Regions from separate parts of the Xenopus laevis genome. Here region 1 is linked to region 2. The links are chromatin contacts, called in public Hi-C maps. All regions are on one chromosome and are shown on one strand. Each heading gives the region's core, a stretch centred on a gene start, on an enhancer-like site or on the middle of the called end of the contact. The rest is flanking DNA. Distances are from core to core; before and after follow the strand shown.

Region 1 (3,415 bases), core at 638-3,137, 160 kb before region 2:
TGAACAAAGGGGAAGTGAGAAAGAATATTGTCACGGCAAGGAAACTTCTGTAATAGAGTGTCCTTGTTCACTGCCTGCTTCATTATCTTCCCCTCCATTCATAAAACATACCTTTAACAATCTTAATTCCCACAGCCTATCAATGGAAATGCCAGGGGATATTCGGCAGGCAATGAGCAAGGTCATTATGTGGAATCCTATTCTAACGATTGAAATTGGCTCTTTAAGTCACACCTATTATGGCTGACACATCATACATTCTTGACAGTTCACAGCTTTCCAGTTTATGGCAACAGTTTGGGGAAGGCCCTTTTCTGTTTTAGAAGGCTAATAACCTCCTGCTAAATTAAGGCCCATGCAGAATGGGTTTGCAGAGATGGAAATGGAAGAACTGGACTGCCCTGCACAGAGCCCTGACCTCACCCCTACTGAAACCCCCATGGGAAGAACTGGAACGTCAATGAGAGCCAGGACTGACCCCTCGATATCAGTTTTCACCTTCCTTTTATATGGAAACAAATCCCACAAACAATGGCCCAAAATCTAGTGGATAACATTCAAAGAAGAGTTTAGCAGCAAAGAGAGGATCAAAGTCATATTAATAACCTTGGTACCCTTGAGATTTGGCAGGTGTCCACGCAGTTGTGGAACTACTGGGGTTGTGACTGCACCAGGGCCAGGTTCGCGAAGGAATCCGAAGTAAAAATTGCTTCTGGAGGGGCTGCGGGGGTTTTTTGTGTTACCGTGTCCACATACTTTTGGCCATATAGTTTACACAGTGGCATTCTCACTCACAGAGAAAAAGGAAGAGCTTCTGGGGGAATTTTTCTGCCTATTTATAAATGTGTTACTTTTGCCATTTTTGTAACATAGAGGGCTCATGTCTAAAGCCCTGCATTACTCCTTATGTAACAATTAACATTACAGAAAGTTAGTTGCACTGCTTATAAAAGTGTATTTTATGCCACCCAGAGGCCAAAAGTCACACCATTATTTTACACCACCTCATTTAACTTACACAATGCGAATGGGCAAGTTCAGGTGAAGAGGACATTTTGGCAATGGAAGAAGAAGCTGTGTAATAAGTGGTGATGATTGACATTCCTATTCTGCTAGTCATTTGCAAGACTTCATTACACTGCTTTATGAATACGGTGGATTTCATGCTGTGGTGCCTAGTATTAATGACTGTTTATAAACTGCTTCATAATTAGGCCCCTATGATTGGAGGGGGGGACATGAAACTGCAAATAGTGGCCCTTTGCGCAATAGCACCGCACAAAACTACTAGTAAACTAACAGCAAATAAACAGTTCAATGTAAAAACAAACATGAATGTAATATAAGAATACAAGCTAGCATGACCTATTATAAAGACTTGAGTAGGGTGTTATGTCAAGTGGAACTGATGTCTTGGCTGGAGGAGAACTGGTAGAACCAGCAGTGCAGAAATGGGCAAACACTGCTTGTAGAAGCAATGACATTAACTTTAAATTTATTTTAAATTAACGCATAGTGGAAAATTCATTCTATTTATGTTTTCTTTCATTATGCTCAAAAACAGGCATATTCTTCTTCAGGCTTAGCATGGAAAGTATTGATATTCTGTGATGGACAGAGCATTTCTACCCTCTAAGGAAAGTTTCAATATGGAGGTGCAAGTGCAAGAGCACTAAAGGGCTTGTGCTTATTTGGGAAGCACTCGTCCCCTGTTCTGCTGCTCTCTGCACTGAGCGACGGATGAAACAATGTCTTTACCTGGCCGACATGCCTCCCCCAATGACCTTTACTAATACCGTTCTGAATAACACAGTCACAGCTGTATTAGTGAAGGGAGATGCAGGTCTGTGTGATCCAAAACAGAGCACAGAGGCCCTGTGGCTAGTAGCACATAGTTCTAAAAAATGGCTGATTGCTGCTTTTTGTTGCACACCGCATGGGACATTGTAAATGAGCCCTAATATGTCTTTGGACAAGCCGACCAATCAGGGATTAATTAACCTCTGATTGCGATCCTGCTCTATGGAGAATACCCAATTGCATACATTTTATGCTTCATGACAAATCTGGCAACAGCTTCAGTTGGTTTGTGTGTAATTGTTTCTTGGGTCAGCAGTGCCACATACATTTTATGCAGTTGATACGATTAACAAAATAAATTTGTGTTCCCCACACATACATAAATGTATCTGCAATCAGAACGAGATATTACTGGGCCCCATGGCAAATTCTTTTTCAGGCCCCAAAAATGTCTAGGGGTTGACCCGTTTTATCAATATTTAAATGATATAAGAATTAAAGCCTAATGGGGCCCTATACCTCCTGGGGCCCCCTGCAGCTGCAGGGTCTGTAGTTCTGCCCCTGTCTGCAATTCATTTCGCTACTAAAAATGTTGCACCGTTTAAGAAATATCAGCTCAAGTGTCTCCTGCTTCCCCTGTGTGTCTTTAGAGTGGTTTATTACTATCTCCACTTCACTCCATGCCATATACAGTAGTTTAATCCAATGCCAATATGCTGCAGCCCTCATACACCAATAGCAAACTGTACTGTTTAGAGATTTTAGAATCAGTTTAATTTAAGGAAATGATCAATTTTTATTTATTTATTTATTCATTTATTAATGTAGCAGGCCATGCATTTTTGCACACAGTTTCTAATCTACCCAATTTATATCACATTATTCTGTCAACCATTGTATAGCGTCTGAGTGTTCAACAAAGGCTGTATAGTCCCTCGTTTGTTGTGTTTATGTTAATATATTTCCTAAATGGTAGAGAGCTAAGGATACGTCTGATAAAAGATGAATGCCAGTTTCTAATTCTTAGCACTAACATATTATGCAGTGATTAACACAGAAGATGTTTTCACTACCATCAGTCTCTGTTTAGTGAAACTTATTATATTTCCCTGCCACATGCACACCCTATGGTTGGTTTCATTAAAAGCCAATTAAAGCACCAGAATACTTTTGGACTATAGGGAGCGGGGAACTCGTGCAAACATTGGTAGAAAATACAGTCACCACATAAATAGTGCCCTGGTCAGAATAAAACCCAAGGCATTAAGGCAGTAATGCTCACCAATGTGCCACCTATTTTTATATACATATAGAAAAGGTCTTTCATAAACACACGTACACATATATTAAAGAATATGTTTTTAGAATTTTTGGGTTGAAGCCCTCCTTTTGGATACAGTATTTGGAGGGAGGACCCATTAGCCTATGTCAAGGTTAGGTCAGTAAATATGCATTTATCTTAAATTGTATTCCGATTGCCTTGTAGGCTGGGCCTGCTCTCTGCTCTGCTTTACCCCAGGGGTGGCAGCTACACATTATGGGAACCACTACATTATAGTGCTTGGGATATATACTAACATAACATGCCTATTTCTTATAAAATATGTCTAAAGCC
Region 2 (3,786 bases), core at 714-3,213:
CATTCTGTCGACCCAGGTGTTTTGCAGTTCAGAGGTCAAAATGCTTAAAATCTACTACTCCTACTCCTTTCACAGTGCAATTTCATGCAGGCAATGATAATCACCCACATGAAACTCCACAGGGCATTTTAAGTTCAACACTGAGGGGTGATTTAGAGCATTTTGTTCACTACCCATGGAACTACAAAACCTTGAGGTGTCAATAAATCCAAATTGACCCAGTTGCCTTTAACTTTAGCATCCAGTCTACTATGATTCACATTATTATTCAAATAGAATAAGCTAACTGTAATAGCTAAACGATGAGTGTTTACACTTGTATCGGAGTTAAAATATAGAGCAATGCAAGTAGGCTTGAAGAAGCAGTTAGTATGACTGGCTTAAGTGCCCATGTAATTGCAGTACCTCGCTCCCTCTTCCTAATCAGGCCTAATATTCCAGAATCCTCCAGCCAACACCCATACACATTATCCAAACGAGAATACTGACCATAAGAAAACACAGTGGCAGCAGCAGTGTGGTCATGCTGTATCAATGCTTCTTGCCTTGCGCTGCTGTGGTAGTCGTTCTCTGTGACACCTCCACCACTTCCACCTTTGTTCTTAGGCTCAGCCAAAATTGCCTTAAAGCCTACAAAAACACACACTATTAGGGATAGAATTTACCATCAGGAGTATATTTTGGCTACAAAAACAGTGCTCCTTTCTAAGCAAATGCCTAAAAGAATTCTAGCACATTTAATGTGCTAAAATAAATTGAAGACAGAAGGTTGCATGATGTTTTTTTTAACAGCGTTCTCATTCTGAAGCTTAGGGAAACATGGCATTTCTTTAATAATTAAATATATAAAGTAGCACTTACTTCTGTCACAGTTTTCGATAGCCAAAGCAGCCTGAGAGGGCTTCAGGAATCTCACATATGCCAAACCCTTACTTTCACCGGTACTCTTATTTTTAATAATTAAGCAATACTCGATGTGTCCATATTCCTACAGATCAATTGAAAACAGTATTAAGTCCTCAGCACACTGTCATTAGTAACATACATTTATACGGATAATGAGGAGAGCACCAAACAGACTAGCTTAACTGGTTGTTAAAGGTAGATTTGTTCTATAAAGTGTCGGTAGTCTATTCAGCAGAAACACAGTGAGAATGAATGATTATATACCTTAAATTTTTGCTTTACATCTTCTTCCGTGTATGACTTTGGAATCATTACAAAAATTCTTGTTAGCTCTTCATCTTCAACATCTCTGTGATTTGAAGAACCTCTTGACTGTGCAATGAACACCTAAACAAGGATTTGGCCTCTGAATTACTACAGTGCACATAATCTATAGCAGATGCTATGTGAATCAGTAATAAGGGTTTAGTCAAAATCTGACTTTGAGCTGAGCTAAGCGGTGCTTATCCCAGTTTAGCTGTAGCACATATAAGCCCCTGACACCGCACCAGGTGCACACACTCTGTATAGTCTATATAAGAAGCCTGTATAGCAAGGACCTAGAAAACCCCACCTTTGCCTCTGCAGCGCTTACCTTTATGGGTTTGGTGCTCTCACTAAGGCACCGGCCGTGCATCTCTTCCATTGCCCTACAAGCCTGCGAAGACTTGGAGTACTTGACAAACGCGATCCCTTTAGACTCCTTTGTCTGCTTGTCTTTGACCACCCAAATGTCCTGGATTTCGCCGAAATCGGAGAACCTTTCCCTGATCAAGTCCTCTGTCGCATATTTGCTGACCACCAAGAATACCCTGCTGTTCGGGGGGTCGTCCAAATTGCCCACCGAGGGGCGGAATCCGCTGCTGTCTTCCATGACTGACCAAATAGCGATAACAAGAGAAGTGTTTGCGCTCCAATTGGAATACGAGTGTTTACTTACACAGCTTCCGGCAACGCCACAAGCCCAGCGATACTCAGAATGTCCATTGGCTGTTCCTTATTAGCGCCCCCTGCAGGCGGAGGAGCATCGTGCTACGCCATATCCGGATAGAGTACGTTAATTCTAATAGTAACAAAATATGACGTATGACGTTTATTTGCTCATGTGTTAATGCATCGCCTGTTGTATTCATGGATGTATCCACTGATCTGCCACACATCCCATAGCCTGTATTATTTATAGCAACAGCACACATCTCTCTCTTACTCGCTTGCTGCTAGTGTCCGTTCTTTTTATGGGAAATAGCTAAAATGGAATACTTTTACTCGTCTGAGGGCGCATTTGCTATAATCCTCCATTTTGGGCCCATTAATTAGATGTATAGGGTGAGCTGAGTAGGCTAGAGGGTGACACAGGGATTATAGGCTTTGTTGACCCCAGCAATTAGTTATCTCGTGCTATGGTTACTGTTGTGACATTAAAGGGGGTAGTTCCCCTTTAAGTCACCACTTCATATGTTATAGAATGGCTAGCAACTTTTCAATTGGTCTTCATTTTTTTTTTGCATTATTTGCCTTGTGAGCCTTTCAAGCTTTCAAATGGTGGTGGTGGGGGGTCATTAACCCCATCTAAAAACACATTTTCCATAAGGCTACACATTTACTAATATTGCTACTTTTTATTACTTATCTTTCTATTCAGGCCTCTCCTATTCATTTTCCTTTCGCTTACTAAAATCAGTGTATGGTTGCTAGGGTAATTTGGACCCTAGTAACCAGATTGCTAAAATTGCAAATTGGAGAGCTGCTGAATAAAAACGAAATAACTCCAAAATGGGAATGCACCGAATGCACTATTTTGGATTCAGCCAAACCCCCTGAATCCTTTGCAAAAGATTCGGCTGAATCCGAACCCTAATTTGCATATGCAAATTATGGGGTGGGAAGGTGAAAACATTTGTATTGAACAACCAATTCTAAGCAACTTTTCAATTGATTGTCATTATTTATTTTCTATAGTTTTATAGTTATTTGCCTTTTTCTTCTGACTCTTTGCAGCTTTCAAATGGGCGTCACTGACCCCTTCTAAAAACAAATGCTCTGTAAGGCTTCAAATGTATTGTCATTGTTACTTTTTATTACTGCTCCTTCTATTCAGACCTCTCCTGTTCATATTCCAGTCTCTTATTCAAATCATTGCATGGTTACTAGGGTAATTTGGACCCTAGTTACCAGATTGGTTAAGATGCAAATAAAAAGCTTAATAACTCAAAAACTTAATAACTCAAAAACCTTCAGTACTAAAAAATGAAACCAATTGCAAATTGTCTCAGAATATCATTCTGAGTATCATATTATAATCATGAGATGATGCCTCGTCATCACCTTATGAACTTTTTTTCTGAATACTTTCTTTTGTCTATATGCAATCATCATGTACTATTTAGTCATGACTATTCAGTTTCAGTCCCAAAGGTGTTTTACAAGAATATATTTAAAATATCATGTTTTAGTATAGGTCAGTAATTCCCAAATTGTAGCTCCTGTAAAGGAGCCCAGAGCAATGTTTGTACCTGGATGCCAGTTTAGAGAGAACATTTAATGCTTCCTACCATAAAGATAGAAGAATTGCTGCAAGTAGGGTAGGGTGCAGGCACAGGGAGAGGAATTCGGCACTGTGTTGAGGCTGATTCTCGACCTGCATTTATCTGACGGCTGAGAATTAGCACAGCAGTGTCTACTGGGCTGGTAGGACACCAGGAAAAAACCCGGTCGGCCCCGGCTTTCATGGACAGGGAAAAACATGCTGCATTACATCCACAACCCATTTGGTAAGAGGCTTTTCTAATTAGTCATTTCAGTTAGTCTATTTTAAAACGTATGCTGACGATACTCAGATCA

Evidence for each region. Hi-C and Micro-C count contacts between places; a contact is called where the count stands out from the background.
Region 1: a Hi-C map of animal cap shows a contact between it and region 2, with 5 times the contacts expected there. The contact joins the enhancer-like site here to the promoter of rbm45.L in region 2. A contact is called at or near these places in 2 of 4 Hi-C or Micro-C datasets (the XTC cell line and animal cap).

The regions. Positions count from the first base shown.
Region 1 is chr9_10L:79,340,688-79,344,102 of Xenopus_laevis_v10.1, reverse strand. osbpl6.L (oxysterol-binding protein-related protein 6) reads right to left here. Exons shown (of 23, transcript XM_018235945.2): 23 at 2,592-3,415. Among protein-coding and RNA genes, the nearest start is that of prkra.L, 21 kb to the left of the region's middle. Within about 2 kb of position 1,887, at least 2 of the 7 cell types and tissues checked have an H3K27ac peak or open chromatin away from gene starts, as enhancers often do. A contact at or near this core is called in animal cap, where this site is marked.
Region 2 is chr9_10L:79,183,722-79,187,507 of Xenopus_laevis_v10.1, reverse strand. rbm45.L (RNA-binding protein 45) reads right to left here and starts at 1,963. Exons shown (of 10, transcript XM_041575849.1): 1 at 1,541-1,963; 2 at 1,171-1,293; 3 at 862-988; 4 at 490-630. The coding sequence starts at 1,819.